Regions from separate parts of the Mus musculus genome. Here regions 1, 2, 3, 4 and 6 are each linked to region 5. A link is a contact called in public promoter capture Hi-C data. All regions are on one chromosome and are shown on one strand. Each heading gives the region's core, a stretch centred on a gene start, on an enhancer-like site or on the middle of the called end of the contact. The rest is flanking DNA. Distances are from core to core; before and after follow the strand shown. Region 1 holds the start of Eif4ebp2 (eukaryotic translation initiation factor 4E binding protein 2). Region 2 holds the start of Aifm2 (apoptosis-inducing factor, mitochondrion-associated 2). Region 3 holds the start of Nodal (nodal). Region 4 holds the start of Ppa1 (pyrophosphatase (inorganic) 1). Region 5 holds the start of P4ha1 (procollagen-proline, 2-oxoglutarate 4-dioxygenase (proline 4-hydroxylase), alpha 1 polypeptide). Region 6 holds the start of Tysnd1 (trypsin domain containing 1).

The links. Promoter capture Hi-C pulls out the DNA fragments that hold promoters and counts their contacts. Capture Hi-C pulls out chosen DNA fragments and counts their contacts.
Region 1: a promoter capture Hi-C map of liver shows a contact between it and region 5, with 3 times the contacts expected there. The contact joins the promoter of Eif4ebp2 here to the promoter of P4ha1 in region 5. A contact is called at or near these places in 3 of 39 promoter capture datasets (liver and pre-B cells), 2 of 484 Hi-C or Micro-C datasets (CD4 T cells and pre-B cells) and 1 of 9 other capture datasets (liver).
Region 2: a contact with region 5 is called in a promoter capture Hi-C map of pre-B cells, with 7 times the contacts expected there. The contact joins the promoter of Aifm2 here to the promoter of P4ha1 in region 5.
Region 3: a promoter capture Hi-C map of hippocampal neurons shows a contact between it and region 5, with 2.5 times the contacts expected there. The contact joins the promoter of Nodal here to the promoter of P4ha1 in region 5. A contact is called at or near these places in 2 of 39 promoter capture datasets (hippocampal neurons and pre-B cells).
Region 4: a promoter capture Hi-C map of liver shows a contact between it and region 5, with 2.1 times the contacts expected there. The contact joins the promoter of Ppa1 here to the promoter of P4ha1 in region 5. A contact is called at or near these places in 2 of 39 promoter capture datasets (liver and pre-B cells).
Region 6: a promoter capture Hi-C map of pre-B cells shows a contact between it and region 5, with 5 times the contacts expected there. The contact joins the promoter of Tysnd1 here to the promoter of P4ha1 in region 5. A contact is called at or near these places in 1 of 39 promoter capture datasets (pre-B cells) and 2 of 9 other capture datasets (adipose tissue and liver).

Annotation. Positions count from the first base shown.
Region 1 is chr10:61,450,853-61,454,077 of GRCm38.p6, forward strand. Eif4ebp2 (eukaryotic translation initiation factor 4E binding protein 2) reads right to left here and starts at 1,817. Exons shown (of 3, transcript NM_010124.2): 1 at 1,550-1,817. The coding sequence starts at 1,694.
Region 2 is chr10:61,713,748-61,716,960 of GRCm38.p6, forward strand. It overlaps Aifm2 (apoptosis-inducing factor, mitochondrion-associated 2), which reads left to right and starts at 1,516. Exons shown (of 10, transcript NM_001284300.1): 1 at 1,516-1,605.
Region 3 is chr10:61,416,572-61,419,444 of GRCm38.p6, forward strand. It overlaps Nodal (nodal), which reads left to right and starts at 1,401. Exons shown (of 3, transcript NM_013611.5): 1 at 1,401-1,924. The coding sequence starts at 1,729.
Region 4 is chr10:61,647,197-61,650,360 of GRCm38.p6, forward strand. Ppa1 (pyrophosphatase (inorganic) 1) reads left to right here and starts at 1,425. Exons shown (of 11, transcript NM_026438.4): 1 at 1,425-1,595. The coding sequence starts at 1,532.
Region 5 is chr10:59,321,468-59,324,704 of GRCm38.p6, forward strand. It overlaps P4ha1 (procollagen-proline, 2-oxoglutarate 4-dioxygenase (proline 4-hydroxylase), alpha 1 polypeptide), which reads left to right and starts at 1,829. Exons shown (of 15, transcript NM_001316371.1): 1 at 1,829-2,009.
Region 6 is chr10:61,693,731-61,697,050 of GRCm38.p6, forward strand. Tysnd1 (trypsin domain containing 1) reads left to right here and starts at 1,784. Exons shown (of 4, transcript NM_027912.1): 1 at 1,784-3,012. The coding sequence starts at 1,841.

The DNA.
Region 1 (3,225 bases), core at 567-3,066, 2.1 Mb after region 5:
ATACACAGAGAAACCATCTTGAAAAACAAAAATAAACAAAGCTGTCTTCAGCAACTTAAACCACTACCCTCTCACCAGATCTCCACTGTCTTTCCTTAAACCTGGCTCTCTCTAAGGAGTGCAGCTTCCCTCCTGCCTGGGTCATTTGGAAGGTCTTTCCGGACATTTATGCCTTTCTGCCATCCCTTTTCTGGACCGGCCTGGCTGGATCCTCTGCCAACTTTTCTCCTAGATGTTTGCTTTGATTTTTTTTTTTTTTTTTTTTTTTTGCCCCCTTCCTTGTTTGGTTGGTTTTTTTGTTTGTTTTTTTGAGACAGGGTGTGACACTGTAGCACAGGCTGTCTTGGAACTCTTTTTTTTTTTTTTTTTTTTTTTTTGAGACAGGGTTTCTCAGTATAGCCCTGGCTGTCCTGAAACTCCTCTGTAGACCAGGCTGAACTCCAAATCCGCCTGCCTCTGCCTCCCAAGTGCTGGGATTAAAGGTGTGTGCCACCACTGCCTGGCCTTGGAACTCATTATATTGCCAGGGCTAGCCTTAAACTGCCATTCTCCTACCCCGTCTTTCTGGAGTAGTAGGGTCACAGCCCTAACTACCACACACAGCCTTCTGGACTGCTGTCTCTTGGTGTTGGCAAGGTCCCCTTACTCTGTGCCTTCCAATTGCACAAGATTCCAGGATGGCCAGGCCCACTTTTAAGTGATTGGTTAGGAGTCCTGTCTCATGATCAGCGATCTATAGACTGTAAGGGCTGCTAACCAAATCTTCACCCTCTAGCTGAAGCCCAGCCCCCGGGGTCACCAAAAGAAGGCAAAGTTCTGAGATTAGGGACAGAAAGCCAGTTCCCTTCATGAAGGCACCGGAAGAACCCCTTCCAGGCTCCTCCCTCTTAGAGAACAGCCCAGAAAAGAGACAAACAACCTTTGCGCTTCCTCCTCTCGTGACCAATTCAACATACTTTATTTACCTCTTCTCCAGTGATAGTAAACGGATCCCGGCCATCTTTTGAAAAGCAACTTCAGGAACCTCCCTTTGCATCGCTTTTTTCTACAAGCCCTTTCCCTAGGATCAAGCAACCTAACCCGACTAGTGTGTGCTGTTTGACAAAGCACCTTTAAAACCGCTCTTCGAAAGCCCTGATCTGAAACCTGACAGCGCCTCTACCAAAGCCAACAACTTCTTGGATACCAAAGGAGCTATTTTACACGTCCCACTTGTGGGAGCTGGGGCTCCCCCAACCTTTGATGACTCCTCTAACAAAGTAAACAATGCTGTCAAAGGAGGCTAACACTGGGCGAGGCATGCAGAGTGCATGCCAGCCTCGTCTCGGAACTCTCGGCGCAGCCAGACCAGTCATCTTAGGCTTCCGCGCCAGGTCCGTCTCCCCGACTTCCCTCTCCCCAAAGCCCGTAGGACAGCTCCAGAGGCAAGCCCCGCTGCGCAGAATGCACGGTCTGCAGCACACCGTACGGGCAGCGGGGAGGAAGCTGTTGGTCGAGCATGCAGTGCCACGCGCCAGCCGTGATGGCGGGCAGGCCGGGCGCGGCTCACCTCCCGGCGTTGTGGAGAACAGCGTCCCCCCGGGCGTGGTGCAGTAGTCCTGAGGTAGCTGCGCGGCGTCGCTGATAGCCACGGTGCGCGTGGGGATGGCGCGGCTCTGGCTGGGCTGGTGGCTACCACCGGCCGACGCGGACATGGCTCCGACGCGGGCTCGAGGCTTTGTGCAGCAGCGGCGGCGGCGGCGGCGGCGGCGGCGGCGGGGCCGGGCGGCTCTGGCTCCTCACGCTCGGCTCTCAACTCGCCTGCTCTCGCCCGGTCGTCCCGCTGCGATACCGCTCCCGCTGCCGCCGCCGCCGCCGCCGCCCGGTCCTCCGGCCTCCGCCTGCAGCCTCAGCAGCAGCAGGAGCAGCAGCGGCAGCAGCGGCAACGATGACTACCGGAAGCGGTCGAAGGCGGGAGCAAGGGGTAGTAGAGGGAGGGACAATATGGAAGCCGGACGTGACGTTGGAGGGCGTGTCTGAGGCGAGTGGGCGGGTAGCTGGGGGCGTGACTGAGGCAGCCGAAGGCTAGAGGCAGAGGGTGAACCCGGAAATCCGGGAAAAAGGAAGTGTTGAAGGGTGGAGCCTTAGGGTGGGCGGGACTTTGAGGGGCGGGGCTGAGTTCAGAGGAACATAATAGACTCCCAGTGAAGCTGAGTGTAGGTGATTAAGGCACGCGGGAGGGGGGGGAAGCGGGGTGTGTGTGTGTGTGTGTGTGTGTGTGTGTGTGTGTGTGTGTGTGTGTGTGTGTGTGTGTGTGTGTGTGTGTGTGTGTGTGTGTGTGTGTGTGTGTGTGTGTGTGTGTGTGTGTGTGTGTGTGTGTGTGTGTGTGTGTGTGTGTAATTGTTTGTGGTGTGTAAGTGTGGACTAACAGTACTTTCTTAGGGCTTACTTCATATTCCCATCTATATCTAACCATTAAAAGTATAACTCGGGCTGGAGGGATGGCTCAGTGGTTAAGAGCACTGTCTTCTAGAGATCCTGAGTTCAAATCAGCAACCACATGGTGGCTCACAACTATCTGTAATGGGATCCGATGCCCTCTTCTGATGTGTCTGAAGACAGCTACAGCGTACTCATATACATAAAATAAATAAATAAATCTTTTTAAAAAATTATAACTCTGGGAGCCCACAAGATGGCTCAGCAGGTAAAGAAAGGCATTTGTCACCAAGCCTGCAGACCTGAGTTCCACCACCCAGAAGCCACAAGGTGAAAGGGGAGACCGACTCTCCCAAGTTATCCTCTGACTTCTCCACTAGTCCATGAGCACCCATCTGCCTGCCCATAAATAAATAAATGTAATCAAAGTTTTTGTTTGTTTGTTTGTTTGTTTGTTTCGTTGGTTGGTTTTTCGAGACAGGGTTTCTCTGTATATCCTGGCTGTCCTGGAGCTCACTTTGTAGACCAGGCTAGCCTCGAACTCAGAAATCCACCTGCTTCTGCCTCCTGAGTGCTGGGATTAAAGTCGTGCACCACCACACCCAGCTAATCAAAGTTATTTTAAGAAGTATAATTTTAATTGCTCATTATTAAAGGAAAGCAATGCGTACACGATGAACTAAGGGTTTAACCATCAATGACTCTGAGGAAGGGCTCAGTAGTTAAGAGCGCTTGTTGCTGTTGCAGAGCACCGAGAGGACCAGAGTTTAGTACCTAGCACACTTGTAGTGGCTCAGAAGCACCCAT
Region 2 (3,213 bases), core at 266-2,765, 2.4 Mb after region 5:
GGACAGTTAGCCAGTGCAGCCAAATCATGAATTTTGATGGCTGGACCTTGGTGTTCAGTCTCAGAAATGAGTCAGAGGCCAGTTAGGGGAGCCGACCTTGCGGGGCTAGCTTTAGTAATGATCTAAGGATTTAGCCAGGAGAGGGAAGGGGAAAGGGTAAAAGCTGCTGGTACCATGTATGTCGTGCCTGGGCCTGTTGGAGCCCTTCAGGTAGCTTCTGTCTCTGTCTGTTTCTGTGTGTGCAACAGTAGCAATTATAGAAGACAGGATGGAAATGATGGAAATGTTCATGTGTGAAATTCTCATCAAAACAAGTGTTCAAAGCAAAACAAAACAACCAACCAAATAAAGAAATGCTACCTACTGCCTATGTATGTTTGAGACAGGGTCTCTCACTGTAGCCCAGGATATCCTTGAACTTGTAAACCTCCTTGTCTCAGCCTCCCCAGTGGCTGTGGGTACAAGCATGAGTTAGTACACCCTGCTCAGGTATGTACGTGACCTCACGGACACTTGCCTACTGCCCCTAGGGTAGGGGACAATATCTGCTTGGAGACAGATGCCCTATCGTTCCCCTATGTAGCTTCGAATGCTCTGGCTTTCCTATCTCTGGCATCCTTCTGTGACTTGGCACACATGCTTGCTTCTCTCCCTTGCTCAGGGCTGACTTCAGTATGGGAGAGAGGCCTGAATACTTTTTGATCTCCAAGCTTCCTTACAGCAGTAGGTGACAGGAGATGTGGTAGTGTTTTGTTTGTCTTCTTGTTGTTGTTGTTTTGTTTTGTAGGGTTTTTGAGACCTGGTTTCTCTGTGTAGCCCCTGGATGTCCTGGAACTTGCTCCGAGTTGGCCTCAAACTCAACAGACATCCTCCTGCCTCTGCCTCCCTAGTGCTGGGATTAAAGGCTGCACCACTGCAGTCTGTCAGCAGTGGTGGTTTGATGGCTTCATTTTTTTGACAGGATCTCAGGAAGTCCAAAGTGGACTCAGTAGCCAATTTCTAACCCTCTTGCCTCTACTTCCTAAATGCTAGGATTACAGGTATGCACCACCGTGCTCTGCTTCTGTGGGTAAGAAATCCAGGGCACTCAGGATAGGCAAACAGCTCCTGAGTCTTGTGTTAAACCCCTTCTTTCTCCAGGCTACCATATAACCAAAGGATATACCGGTTCCGCTCTCCATTTTAAAGCTCCAGTGCAGGACCAAAGACTGGGCGAACAGCAGGCGCTCAGTCCGTATGCACATGTGTGCAGATGGCAAAGCTAGTGTGTGTGTGTGTGTGTGTGTGTGTGTGTGTGTGTGTGTGTGTGTGTTTGTGTGTGTGTGTGTGTGTGTGTTGGGGAGGCTCTCGGTTGTCTCCCAGAAACCCCTGGCAAAACTAAGGCGCAGGATCTTGGCAGGCTGAGAGGCTAGCTAGGCTGCATCAGCGCTGGGAGTGTCCAAGTAGGGAGCGGCTGGTAGGCGGTCAAGGTCAGTTCCAGGGCAGCGGGAGGGGCGGGGCTCGGGGGCGGGGCTCGGGGCGGGGCTGCGACCCGGAGACAGTGATGGGCACGCCCCGACACGGGGCCTCAGCGCCGGAAGACGCGAGGACCAAGGACCGCTACAGGTGAGGTCACTGGGGATCCTTGTTCCCTCGCGCGGCGTGGGGTACACTAGGGGCATGACAGGGGCCGCGGAATTAGGAGGGGGCCGTTGCCTAGGATACTTAACGCCGGTCCGGAGGACCAGGTTCCTCGGGATTCATTGCTCCTCAATGTCCGCTAAATCTGTCCGGGAAGAACTTGGGGTCTTGGGAGGGGGAAGCAGGACGCGCAGGGGTAGCGGGGCAGGCGTGGCCTTGATCTTGGGAGGGTCTCAGACAGAAGGACTGAGGTGTCTGAGTGCAGCGGGAGACCCTTAGGAATCTCAGAGAAAGTGAGTAGGGTTACCCAGGGGTGCATTGGAGGCCTGCTTCACCCCGCCCCCCTGTGAAATAGGGGTTCTGTTAGAAAAAGCGAGACCAGCAATGACTGAATCCCCTTCTCTTCTCTCTCTCTCTCCCTCTCTCTCTTTCTCTCCTCCCCCTCTCTCTTTCCCTTTCCCACTCTCCCTCTCTCTTACTCTTTCTTCCTCCCTCCTCCCCCTCTTCCCAGGCACCCTGTTCTTTCCAAGACCACACACTCCACACATCCCCATAGCTCACTAAGATAATTTTGACCCTGGGATTTAGGGGTGTGGGGGGGGAATGCTCAGCTGTCTTAAGAGCTGAGGCCCCCGGGGGAGGACAGGTGTAGTTTGGAAAGAAACTTCCAGATCTCCCCACTCAGCACCTATGAACCAAGGCTAGCATCAGCTTCTAACATGAGCCTGTGTCCCCTGCCAACACACCCCAAGTGCTCAGCCACACTCTCAAGGGACTGCATGTCAACACTGGCCTAAGTCACCTCCTGTTCACTAGAGCTGGGCCTATCAAGTACTGTACAGCCAGTGGGCCTTGTCTGGAGGGAGATGCAGGTTGGCAATGGCCAGGGATGGGCAGGTCACTTGGGGTGTGTGTGTGTGTGTGTGTGTGTGTGTGTGTGTGTGTCTGAGTGCAGGAGTGTCTATGCCAAAGTGAGTGCTTCTTTTCCTTCTCCTCTTCATTCTATCAGCCAGTCCCTTTTAGCATGGGGTGTTTTTCAACGGTATATCTAGGGGTGCATTCCTCAGCAGCTGTCCCTAGAGTGCTCACTCTCAGCCTGGTCTTTGGTGTCCAAAGAGGGGAGCCATCGCCTCCCTTCCCCAGTGGAAGAGGGGACAGATATCATAGCCTATTGAGTCACACTTCAGGAGCCTCTTCTGCCTCGAGGCCACAGTGGAGATGTGGCTACCCTGTGTGTCAATGTTGAAATTTTCCTTCCTGAGAAGCCTGGATGACTCAAAAGGCTGGGTGGTGATTTTTGTGGCGGAGACAGCAGGGTGGCTTCACTTTGGCCTGGGTGCACAGGGTTCCTGTTGTGTGTTGTCTGAAGCTTGACCTCTGAACAGCTATGGCAGAAATGTGTTCCACTAGATTCCTGAAGGTCTCTTTACACCGGGTTCAGGCTGCCTGTCTGGCAGAGAGGACGGTTGATAGGCAAGTTCAAGTGTGAACCACCACATTGTGTATGTGTTTGTACGTTTTGGGAGATGGGGCAATTGGTAAATTACTTAGAAATAAAGTTTTTTTTTTTTTTACCTGGGATGGGCAGGGAGA
Region 3 (2,873 bases), core at 151-2,650, 2.1 Mb after region 5:
GCAGGTCTGCGGGCCCTGTGTGTCTCCCTCTGCTTCCAGCACCTGCTCATCCCGCAACTTGTGAGAGCGCCCAAGTGGGTAAAGTACCCAGCACATAGTAGGTGTTCAGTAAATGTTAGGCAGCTGCTAATGTGCTAGTTGGAGGCTTGAAGGGGGCAGGGTGGGGGTGGGGAGTAACTAAGAGAAAACTAGTCATGGAGGAGGAAAACATGGGGGCGGACTTTGGGACAGGAATTTACATTTCTTTAAAGGTAATTTCTATCCCGCCTTCCCTTTTGAAAACACAAAGGCTAGGATCTTTCCATCCTGCAAATTCTCTTCTCAATGGCTCCCTTCCTAAGAACTCAATCATTTATGCAGCGTGAAAGAATGACCACCCCTTGCCCTACCACCCCTTACCCTAAGCCTTACGCGTATGGCATATTTGTTACATTGAATTTCCTCATAAACAAGAAATATGACTGAGGACAGTTACTTTGAGAAAAACCAAAGACATTTAATTCTGTCTTGGGCAGACAAAGTCAGCAGGTCTGGAGAGTGACTGAGATGTCCCAGGGCTCTGCCCCGCAGGCAGGAGATGCAGCCAGCAAACCTCCAGCTTTTCTTTTCCACCTTCAAAAACTCCCATAGCAAGCAGGTAAGGACCTGTCACCCTCAAACCACCAAGAATCAAGATTCCCTATAGCTGGGCCTTCAGCTTCCAGTAATTATTCCCCTTGCTCCCCAGGAGGGCACTTTGGTATTTGAAGCTGGCATTTGTCACCAAGAACAAGGTCCCTAGAGCTCATCTTTTGTTTTGTTTTGTTTTGTTTTGTTTTTCGAGACAGGGTTTCTCTGTGTAGCCCTGGCTGTCCTGGAATTCACTCTGTAGACCAGGCTGACCTCGAACTCAGAAATTCACCTGTTGGGCTGGTGAGATGGCTCAGTGGGTAAGAGCACCCGACTGCTCTTCCGAAGGTCTGGAGTTCAAATCCCAGCAACCACATGGTGGCTCACAACCATCCGTAACGAGATCTGGCGCCCTCTTCTGGAGTGTCTGAAGACAGCTACAGTGTACTTACATATAATAAATAAATAAATCTTAAAAAAAAAGAAATTCACCTGTCTCTGCCTCCCGAGTGCTGGGATTAAAGGTGTGCGCCACCATACCCGGCTAATCTTTGTTCTTTCAAATTCTCAATAACCCCTAGTTACCTAGGGGCCTTGCCAATGAAGGATGTAGCTCAGGCTAGCCTGGTGCTACCCAGAAGAGAGGACTGGCCCCTAGCCCAGCACTCCCTACCTGTTTTTGGATGAACTGGAGAGGACCGCGAGGGGTCCAGAAGAGGCAGAGTAAGGAAGCCATTATTGTGGTTCTGGGGTTGAAGCCAGCCAGGGCTCCAACACACCTCTAGCTCATCAAGCTTCACTCGGAGCAAGCCTTAGCCCGCTGTCTCAGCAGGGAGACTTCCCGAGGTAGAGGGGCAAGGTGCGGGGCGGTTTAGACTCAGAGTCTGTATGCACCCCTAACTCCCCCCCCCCCCCCCCGCCACAATTTCTCTGTAGTCTTTCTCAGCACATCACACCTCCCCTCAGCAGGGGCTCCCCTGCCCTGCCCCTCCAGGGTGGTTATAAGTTCTTAACCTATAGGTTATAGGCCTCTCCGGAGGGAGGGAGGGAAAGGGGCGGGGCGGCGGCGGCTCAGATATAAGGGACCCTGGTGTTGTTTGCGGGTCCAAACAGCCCACCATGAGTGCCCACAGCCTCCGCATCCTTCTTCTTCAAGCCTGTTGGGCTCTACTCCACCCGCGCGCCCCGACCGCGGCCGCTTTGCCTCTGTGGACACGGGGGCAGCCCTCGTCACCGTCCCCTCTGGCGTACATGTTGAGCCTCTACCGAGACCCGCTGCCTCGGGCGGACATCATCCGCAGCCTCCAGGCGCAAGGTAGGCTGCAAGCCTGGCCTCGCCAGCACTTAAGGGCTCACGGCCGGGAGGCGCGCGATGGTTGCAGCGGGGACTGAGCATCAAGAATCGTCCAGAGACTGGGATTAATTGTTTCTCCGTGGGCAGGCTCAGCACAGCGCTAGTGGCGCGATCGGAATGGAACCAGGGGCCACCGCCTTTCCGGTCGGTCCTACCTCTAATGGTAGAGGGTAAAAAGGGTAGGGCGTGGGCCGGATTGCGCCACTGAGCACCTGCGAGTCTCAGTTTGCCCATCTGTAGTTTAGAAATCGTAAGACCTTTTTGATAGACTTATAGAAGGGACTAGGTGACAACGCCCCATCTCCCCCAGAAACGCTCTGCCCAGAACCGGGCGTAAAATAAAACAAGTCGTTACTGGTTTTATCCCGGTTGCAGCAAGTGACACCAGGAACTAGGGCTCAAAGATCCGAAATTAGAGATCGGGTGTAGAAAGTCCAGAACTCAGGCAACTCTCGTGGTTGGGCGGTGTCAGGTGTCCTTGGTGACCAACAGGCTCGGAACCTACTTGGATCGAGGTGTTCGTGTGTGTGTGTGTGTGTGTGTGTGTGTGTGTGTGTGTGTGTGTGTGTGTGTGTGTGTGTGTGTTTGACCCAGCGACCTGAGTGATGCTCACCAGAGTAGGCCGACAGGTGGGTGCCCAGGAGAGGGAGTTCGGACTCAGGACTACCTTCCTGGGCGCAATCAACATCTCGCCTCTTGGGCAGCTTGGCCAGCCCGCTCCTCTGTCCTCTGGGGCCAGACGGCCCTCCGCGGGACCCGGACGCAATCCACATCTTCTAATCCGGTCTGACCCGCCGCCCGCCGGCCCTCACGACCTGGAGGCGGAGTCCCTAGTCCCCTGCCTGCAGCGTCTGGGCTGTGACTGCCGGTGACCCTCTCTTGAAGGGTCATCTGGGGACCGCGGAACAGG
Region 4 (3,164 bases), core at 175-2,674, 2.3 Mb after region 5:
TGTCAGCAGAGTGAGCAGCTGGAAGGAGGGACAAGGAGGAACACGGACTAATGTTAGATTTATCGTTACCATTTATTTATTTATTTATTTATTTATTTATTTATTTATTTATTTATTTATTTTTGAGGCGGGAGTCTCATGTAGTCCAGACTGGCCAAGGATGACCTTGAATTCATGATCTTCCTACTTTTGCTTCTCAAGTGCTGCAGCTACAGGTATACACCACCGTGCCAATTTAGAAATTAACTTTCTTAGGCTTCCACTTAATACGTGGTTTATGCATTCCATTTATATATTAGAGATTGTTTTGAAAATAGTTGAAAGGAAACTGTCTTTGAGATAAATAGTTAAGAAATATTTTAGAAAGATATTCTGTCTATCATAATTTAAAATTTGCTTTTTAAAAAAATGTGGATAATTTCCTGGGTTAGATTTGTCTTATTTTTAAGATAGTCTCATACTGTAGCATGGGGTGGCTCAGAACTCACTACGTAGCTCAGGTTGGTCTCAGAAAGTCAGCGTCCTGAGGTCTGGGGCTACAGGTGTGAGACGCTATATGTGGCTTATAATTAGAGTTGTGATACACAAAGACAGACAGACACACACACACAACCTTATAGGACTGTGAAAGTTCCCAACGTCCACAGCACACTCTGAGGGATACAGCCTGGACTTCAATGGGTGGTGCAATAGAACTAGGAAAACAAGCTCCGAGAAGCTACTCCTGAGAAACGTCCTCAAGGGGTTCTGTGCACACTCCTGGGTCTTCCCAGAGCTTCAATTTCAAGTCCCAGTGGATCTGGAGTGGGGAGAGAAATCTGCGGTATCTGGGGAGTTCAGGAGTAATCAGCTTGAGTCTGGTCCAAGCAGAACCCACCCAACAATTCAGATGAGAAACTGAATCAGGGAGATTAGTAAAAGCAAATTTGTCCATTGCCTACCACTTGGGAAAACATTAGTCACAGCCTATAGTTTTCAGAGCCCAGTCAGCCAAACTCTCAACTTTAATGAAGATGGCCCTGGGCCGGGGGTGGGGGGCTGGTAGCACACTCCCAGCTTCTGGGAGGCAGATGAAGATCTATGAGAAACCCAAACAAGAAAAGACAAGACTGCCTGGGGAACAGGTGGCTTATCAAGGCCTTCCGAGATAAGGAACTGCTCTGCAGGACCTGAGAGAGAGAAATCAAAGGTGAGCGACCCGCAAGCCTCAGGAGAGTAACCAGCGTTCTGTCCCAGCGGAGCCGCCAACCCGCAGTCCGCTTCCAGAGGGCAGCCGGCGCCTGCCACGTGGCCCAGGTTGCGAACCGGGGGCGGGGCGTGAGGAGGCGCGTCGCGCAGAGTGCGCCTGCGCGGGTGGGCGGGGCGGGGCAGGGTACAAGGCGAGCCCCACGCATTAAAGGCACGGCGCCGGCGACCGGCGGGCCAGCTCGTGGTACGCAGGCGCGGGCTTTCTCCTCCGTACAGCGGCTCCGGGTCTGGGCTGTGTGGTTGTGTGGCTGTGCAGCGGCGGCGGCGGTGCATCTCCGACACCATGAGCGGCTTCAGCAGCGAGGAGCGCGCCGCGCCCTTCACCCTCGAGTACCGCGTCTTCCTCAGTGAGTGGCGTGAGGCCGAGGGCCGGGTCGCCCATTCATTCCAGAACGAGCGGGCGGGCGGGCGGACGCGTCCCCTTCCCTCTGGCGGGCGGCGGGACCAGCGAGGGCCGCCATCCCAGTGCCCACCGCGAGCGCTCCCTCCACACATTCGAACTTGGGCCACATGGGGAAAGGAAACCACTGAGTCACCCTTAGAAGGTGCCCGGAGGTGATACCGACCGCCTAAGAGGATTGTCCTCAGGATCGCCGGCTGGAGGACAGAGATTTCCTCAAGACCTTAATTCGGTGCCGAACAGGATCGAGTCCTCCCCGGTGTTGTAAGAGATGGGAAACTGAGGCCCAGGTCTTCCCGGCACTAGCCTTATTGTGGTGAGGCTTCTCTGAAGCCCTGATGGCCGGGAGTGCTTCTAGGAAACCGAAAGCTTTGCCTCCCTAGACAGACAGGTGACGTCTAGCTAAGGACCTGGTGGGAGAACAGCCAGGTTCTTAACCCTGGTGCCGGAACCCACTAGTTACCCCCGCATCCAACCCCTGCCCTGCACTCAGAAAGGCGGAGTCGATCGGCCTTCCACGTGTGTCACCTTTTCCTGATAGGTGCTTGCAAGCTACCTGGGTTTCTCCTGGAAGCCCTTAGCTTGTAGGTATATACATACATTCATGGTGCTAACAGAGGTTTGCGATGCTGTTAGCAAAGGCCCTTCCAGTTTGTAACCTCTTTGTGTTTATTTAGAAGGGATGGGCAGCAATCTCAGGACAGGGCAAACAGACATTCCTGAAAGAATGAACAGAGAGTGCCTAGCAGAAACTTCGCCATGGAAATAGTGTTGGCTTCAGGTTTTTCAGTGTCCTTTAAAGTGACCCTTTGGGTCACTGGGAATTGTCTTCAAGCTATATGTGCAGAATAAACACACTGCTTTTAATGTATTTAATGTATTGGTGGTAAGTATTTGATGGTTGTGGGTAGAGAGCAAAGCCACTCCTTGACTTTGGATTAGGCTGAAGTCTATCAAATGGGCTCTCTGGAACTTAAGAAACACTAAATTTAGTACCACTATGTAATTTAACTAGTTCTCGCTCTTTGCACTTTTTAAAAAGGATAAATTTCTGAGTATTTTTTCCACTTTTTTTTTTTTTTTTTTTTTTTGAGGGTGGTGGTGGGTGAGGCCATAGTGTTTTCCCGTTTAGCTCAGCTTGGTTTTAAACTTGAGATCTCCTGCTTCAACCTCCCAAGTACTAGGATATAGATAGGTTCAGGCATCACACCTGACAGCATCCATTCTTAATAGAAATAATTATTTAAAATAATGTTACATTTTCCAATCTCTTTAAGACAGATAAAAAAAGTCCAGTTTGAGCAGAGGACAACTATGCATACAGCCCTAGACAAAATAAACTTAAAATCCCAGCATTCCCGAGGCAGATACGAGCAGACCTGTGAGTTTGAGTCCAGCTTGGTCTACAGAGTGAGTTCTAGAAGAGCCAGGGCTACACAGAGAAACCCTTTATTAAAGGCCTGCAGTGGGCTATGCCTGGCTTATATTACTTATTTTTTGAGGCAGGGTCTTATAT
Region 5 (3,237 bases), core at 579-3,078:
CTGTCTTACTTTTACAAAGTTCATAAGAGCATATGGTCATGTAGACATATTGCTAAGACCCCTCCAAGGATCTTAGAAGGGGGTGCTGGCAATTCTGATTCCTGACACTGAAGCTTCACTGACTTCAGGTCTGGAGACATCCTTTGGTCCGTGACTCATAAAACATATTAAGGATTAAAGGAGATTTTTATATGGGTCATATCTGGCAGGATTTACTGTAGTGAGAGGTTAAAAAAATATATAAAATAGCTTTATTTGTGCATTTTAAAACAACTATATTACAAGTTAGCAGAAAAACATTTTTAATAAAAACATCTTAAGAGTATTAGTGGGGTGGCTGTGTGGTTTTTTGCTTTTTTTGTTTTTCTTCTGTAAATTCTCTTACTAGTGGCCTGGTTGGGATATGCCTCACACTTAAACCATGACAAAGGAGCAGAAGTCTCTGGAAAATCCAACTGTGTTGTCATTATAGCAAAAGAATCGAAATCGTCCTACAAAAACATTTTTGGCTCTACTGCTCCTGACTAGACCCACAGAGCCACACTTTTAGAAACCATTGCTTTCAGACGCCTGAAGCTCTTTGTCTCTCTGTCCCAGATAAGTGCCAATCAGTTCCATACTTTAGCAAGCAAGGAAAACTTTACAGTTTTAAACGAGTAACAAATGTTAGAAAAGTCTTTCTTTCCCTGACAGGAAGTAAATTATCTCTGGCATTGTCCTTATTGCCAGTAACTAAGGTTCTCTTCTTTTAGATCAAGACTAAACTCAAACACAGTTCGTGCCTTATATAGTGTGCTCAGTAGTATTTTTTTAAAGATTTAATTTTATTCATTTTAACTATACGTATGTGTCTTGTGTGGTTAAATACCGGTGTTCTTGGAAGCCCAGAGTTGTTGATCTGCCCGACCTGGGGTTTCAGGATGTTGTGAGCCACCACCCAGCACGGTGCTGGGAACTGAAATCTTAGCTGTGTGTGCCACATCTCCAGACTTACTGTTGTTGATGCTTGTTTCTGTGCTGGTTTGTTTGAGGCTAGGTAATAAAGTCTAAGGCCTTTTTTTTCCATGTTAGGTAAATGCTCAAAACCCAACATCCTGGTACACCCCCTCCCCAGCCCCATTATATGTTTCCATGCTCTTCCTGAATCCTAGGCATGTGCTAAGTAAGTGCTTTTTCATTCATTGTCTCATTGTTTCTCACAGCAAGCCTAGGGCCTAGGGAACAGATAATATTGTATTCCTTCTTTGCAGATGTAGCACCCAAGATACAGGGAAGTTAAAATCTAACTTTATACAGAGTGGGTTAGGATTTAACCTCAGATGACACTCAATTGTCATCTATTATTCACCCATAAAGTATGCGGGTGGGAGATTAAGCGAAATCCTCGTGTTCAAAAGTGTAAAAAAGACGCTTATTAAAGCAAAAACCCCTGTGGGCCAAGCCAGCCCCGACAGTCACCCCGGATACACCGTCTTGTTTCCCACTCCACACCTCCACTTTATTTCCTAAATTCTTATAAACTTCTCCTAATTTTGCACAACTGTCCTTCCTGATGGCTTCGATGGCTCTGAGACCCGCCGCTGACCCTGAAATGAAGGCGCTAAATCCTACAGGAACCCGGGCGGGGGTGGTGGTGGAAGCCCCATGGTAACCACGGGAACGGTGGCGTGGCAGGAGCTCTGCGCAGGCGCACTGCGTCCTCGCGTGGGCCAGCCTAGGCTTGGAACACCCCGGGCCTGGGCGACTCCCGGGTGGGTGGGAGGCTCGCCGCAAGCGCCTGCGCAGTGGCGCGGGAGCTGGTGTGACAGAGCGCACGTAGCGAGGGCTGCGGCCGCCCCCTCTCCGGCGCGCCGGCGCGGCAGGGGAATATAAAAGGGACGCCTGGCTCCCTCTACTGCCCAGTCGCACTGCCAGCAGGCTGAGGGCGGCAGGGAGCTAGCTAGCGGGGACTGCAGGCGACAGGACTGACCCGAGCCGAGCTGTCGCCTTCCTCCCGGCCCGCTATCCAGGTGAGGCGCTCCTCCGATCTTGGAGACGGATGCGGGGTCCCCGCGGGCAGCCGGGGTCCCTTCGCTCTGGAGTGGGGCTCAGCCCTTCTCACAGCCGCCCCCGGGTCTCCCCGAGAGGACCCGGCCCCGCACCCCCGAAGTCAGGCCGCCCCGGCGCTCTCCCAGCTTCCCTCGCCGTCCCCCCACCCCCGTCCTGCCTCTGGCCGGAGCGGCAGCAGCGGCTTGCGCCCCGCCCCAGCACTAGGACCTTCTTGAATGTTCCATCCCGGGCAGCCAGCCTCCCTGATGACTTGTGCAGCGGTACCTCGTCCGCCCCACTAAGCCGGGGGAAGGCGAGGGCGGACGGGCGGGGGTCTGGGCCGCCCGAGCCGCAGATGGTTAGCATGTGGCAGTGGAGAAAGCAGGCAGCGCTTGCAGCCGGGGGCTGAGTCTCTCCGTTTCGATCGCTCTTCTTCTCTTTTTCCTTTTCACTTTTGGAAAGTAAAGCTGGGAAGTGGGACCTACTCAGAAGTTAGGACTGAACTTGTCTGTTGCGCTTCTCGGCGTTGTCTCAGCAAGTAGACATAGCCCGGGGCGCCGAGTTTAGCTGAGAAGTTGCTGTCATTCACAGTTGGGGAAGCTGGCTTCTTCCTTCCTCTTCATCCCAGTGAATCACTTAAGGACACACGCGTCTGTCTCTGTATTTCTCTCTCCCTCTGCTCCTTCTTTCCTCCTGGTTTCCAATCTTGCCCACCTCCTCTGGTTCAGCTCACCCTGATGATCCCCTTTCCCTTTTCGTCTTTCACGCTCCCCTCCTCTTGCAGGGTCAACAAGTCAGTCCATTTTGGCCAAACCTTCTATGGTTGTGTGAGACTTTTAAACTGAATTTTGTGATTGACCCCAGATGGATGTTCAGTGTGGGGAAGGATGGTACGGTTAAATACGAGGTTGTTTCTCCTAGAGAGTGGGAATTTGGTACAAAGGCAGGCTTTCGGACTTAACATCTTCAGCTGACCATCCAAAATGAGGACTCTTGGGGTATTGCACCGTGGTTTATAGGGAAGAGCCTCCACAGAAAGGGATAGACAAGCTCCTGGGTTCTCTTTTAGGAAATGATTTTTTTTTTTTTTTTAATTAAAAGGAACCTGCCAGGTTCGACTTAACTCGAGAGCCATGGCTCTTGGACTTTTTCCTTGGAATGCACTCTGGAGGGATGGAATAGCCACTACGTGAGTGGGGGAGGGGGGAG
Region 6 (3,320 bases), core at 534-3,033, 2.4 Mb after region 5:
CAGAGAGAGACCTGAGAGTCAGAGTTCTGAGGGCCTTAACACAAGGTGCTGCTGGCTGACTTGGGCCGTCTGTACTGTGATCAGCCCTAAACCACCTTAATCAGGAACAGAGGGCGCTGGAGACTTGAAGGGCATCAAGGGGGAATTAATGGATTCTAGAGAGTCTTAATTGCTAGGAAGTTGGGGAAAGTAGATCTTGTCATCTGTGTCTGCAAACCCAGGACTGCCTGCTCTGAGAATGCGCTTCATTCCAGTTCTGTCTGCCTCAACCGCTGTTTGCCCTTATTAGGTAGGTTTGTGACACAGGAGCACTGGAAGCATTAGGTGTGAGGCTGGGAAAGCAGCAGCAGTGTTAACTCCATTCCCAGAAGTCTCACTGAACATTAATACATCCTCTAATCCCAGCACTCTAGAGGCAGAGGCAGGCCGATTTCTGAGCCAGCCTGGTCTAGAGTGATTTCCAGGACTGCCAGGGCTACACAGAGAAACCCTGTCTCGAAAAACCAAGCCAAACCAAACCAAAAACCATTAATATACTTTAGAGAGATTCATGAAGTCTCTCCAAACATACCTGTTCATGCCCACCTGTCCTTGGAAAGTGAGGAACTTTTTAATACTATATTTTATGTGTACGTGTTTGCCTGCCTGAGTCATGAGTTCAGGGGACAGCAGATGCCAGACGAGAGTATTGAATATCCTGGAATTATAATTACAAGCAACTGTAAGGTACCATGTGGGTGCTGGGAACCAAACTAAGGTCCATGCTTAGAGCTGTAAGTGCTTAGAGCTCTTAAGTGCTGAGCCCTCCTCTCCAGTCTTGATTTTTACACTTGTAAATGGTGGAGGAGATGAGCTGTTATGAAATTCGAATTACGAGACTGGGTTATATGCTGAATATTTGGAAGTGATGATTTTATAGCCCACAAAACCTGAACTAGTTCAGTCTGTACTTTCAAAGTATTTGCCCTGACCTAACATAAATCCGGAGTGGTGGTTAGACATGTCGTGTGAAAGGTTGTATAATACATGGTTAAATAACCCATGGGTAAAGTAAAACTGTAATCCCTGGACTCTAGGGAGGATGTAGGCAGAAGAACTGCCGAAGTTCGATGCCAGTGTGGGCCAAAAAGTGGCACCCTGTGCCACTTTCAAAACAATTTATGTATTTAGGAATTTTAGTAACTGTCCTAGGAGCAATTTTGTGAGTCGCATGCCCCCTAGTGGATTGTTGTAGGATTTACAAAATTTTTTAAGTAGATCGGGGTTTGGTGGCTTGGGAGGTAGAAACTGGTAGATCCCGAGTTCGAGGCCATCCTAGTCTGCAGCTCGAGTTCCTGCACCAAGCAGAGAAACCCTATCTCGAAAATCCAGAATAAACACATGTATGTATGAATGTACGTACTGAATCAACCAAGGGTTCCCTTGGCCCATATTGTTCCACTGTCAAGAGACGGAGGTTGCTTACATCCGTGCAGTGGCTGTAGGGTACAGTTAGATGCCGGTCAAGTACGAGATTCGACTGGGGAGTGTCGCCCTTGTCGGTTTCCCTGTGACGCTTCACGTCTGTGTCTCAGGAGGTTTCTTTTCACCTCTTCCCCCGCCCCTCCACCCCGCCACCCCAAACCCAAGGATTCCTAGGCTGGCTAAATTAAGAGGGCGGGGAAAGGAGGATTAGCAAACGAGGAGTAGCATCAATAGCCAATCAGGACTCGGCGCTGTGCCCAACCAATAAGAGCGGTCGCTTGAGGTTTAGCCAATCGGGCTCGGCAAGGAGGCCTGAGTCAGAGTTTGCGCCAGTCGCCCTGTGGTGACAGCCGTTGTGCGACGTCTTGGGGAAGCCATGGGGCGGCAATGGGGACCCTCTATGAGAGTGGCGGAGCAGGCGGGCTGCGTGGTGAGCGCCTCGCGGGCCGGACAGCCTGACGCGGGCTCGTGGAGCTGCAGCGGGGTGATTCTGAGCCGTAACCCAGGCCTAGTGCTGTGCCACGGAGGCATCTTTACCCCCTTCCTGCGGACGGGCAGCGCGGCGCTGACCCAGACGGGCACCGCCTTCCTGCCGGGCGACAGTTGCAGCGATGACCTACGTCTCCACGTGCAGTGGGGACCCACGGCTGCCAGCCCTGCCGGTCGCGCGGATCAGGAACTCCCGGGGCTGTGCACGCCTCAGTGCGCAAGCCTGGGCCTCGAACCCGGCGCCCCGAGCCGGGCCCGCGCGCGGCCTCTGCAGCCCCCGCGACCAGCGCAGCTGCTGTTGCTGCTCAGCTGCCCGGCCTTCCGCTCGCATTTCGCTCGGCTCTTCGGGGCCGATGCGGTCGATCAATGGCACTTCGTAAGCTCGGCGCCCGACGATGCGGTTTCGGAGGAGGAAGAGGAGGACCAGCTGCGCGCGCTCGGCTGGTTCGCCCTGCTGCGGGTGCAGCGGGGCGCGGCGGCGGAGGAGAGGCGCGGACCGGTGGTGACCGTGGCACCGCTCGGGGCCGTGGTCAAGGGCGCACCGCTGTTGGCTTGTGGCTCTCCGTTCGGTGCCTTCTGCCCGGACATCTTCCTCAACACGCTGAGCCGCGGCGTGCTCAGCAACGCGGCCGGGCCGCTGCTGCTCACCGACGCGCGCTGCCTGCCGGGCACGGAAGGCGGCGGAGTGTTCGCCGCTCGACCTGCGGGTGCGCTGGTGGCTCTGGTGGCCGCGCCGCTCTGCTGGAAGGCCCGCGAGTGGGTGGGCCTCACGCTGCTGTGCGCCGCCGCCCCGCTGCTTCAGGTTGCCCGCTGGGCGCTCGCCCGTCTGCACCCCGGCTCCGCTTCCCTGTCTGTGCTGCTGCCGCCACCCGATGTGAGCACGCCACGGGGCCTGCCTCTGCGCGATCTCGGACCCCCGTGGGCGGCCGCGGCGGTGCTGGTGGAGTGTGGTACCGTGTGGGGCTCCGGAGTGGTCGTGGCGCCTCGCCTGGTGGTCACCTGTCGCCATGTGGCACCCCGGGAAGCAGCCAGGGTGTTGGTACACTCCGCTACACCCAAGTAAGACTCAGGACTGCCCGCCCTCACCAGGCCCCCAGTGTTAGAGACCTCAGTTCATATTTGACAACCAGGACTCCAGTGAGGGGATCTGGGCCTCTTGATAGGGCCCAGCGAAGCTTGAGCAAACTGCCAGGCACAAGCGACTCTTAGCGCGGGGACCCGTGGGACTATGGGCAGCAGCAGGTAGGACTGGGTGACTTTGAGCCCTTTAGCTAGCATGAAACTCTTTGGGCAGCTTTTCTGTCTCTTGGCTTTGCAGTTTAGGCCCTGTGAAAGCCCTTTGACCATAGAAGGCTGACCCTAAGAAC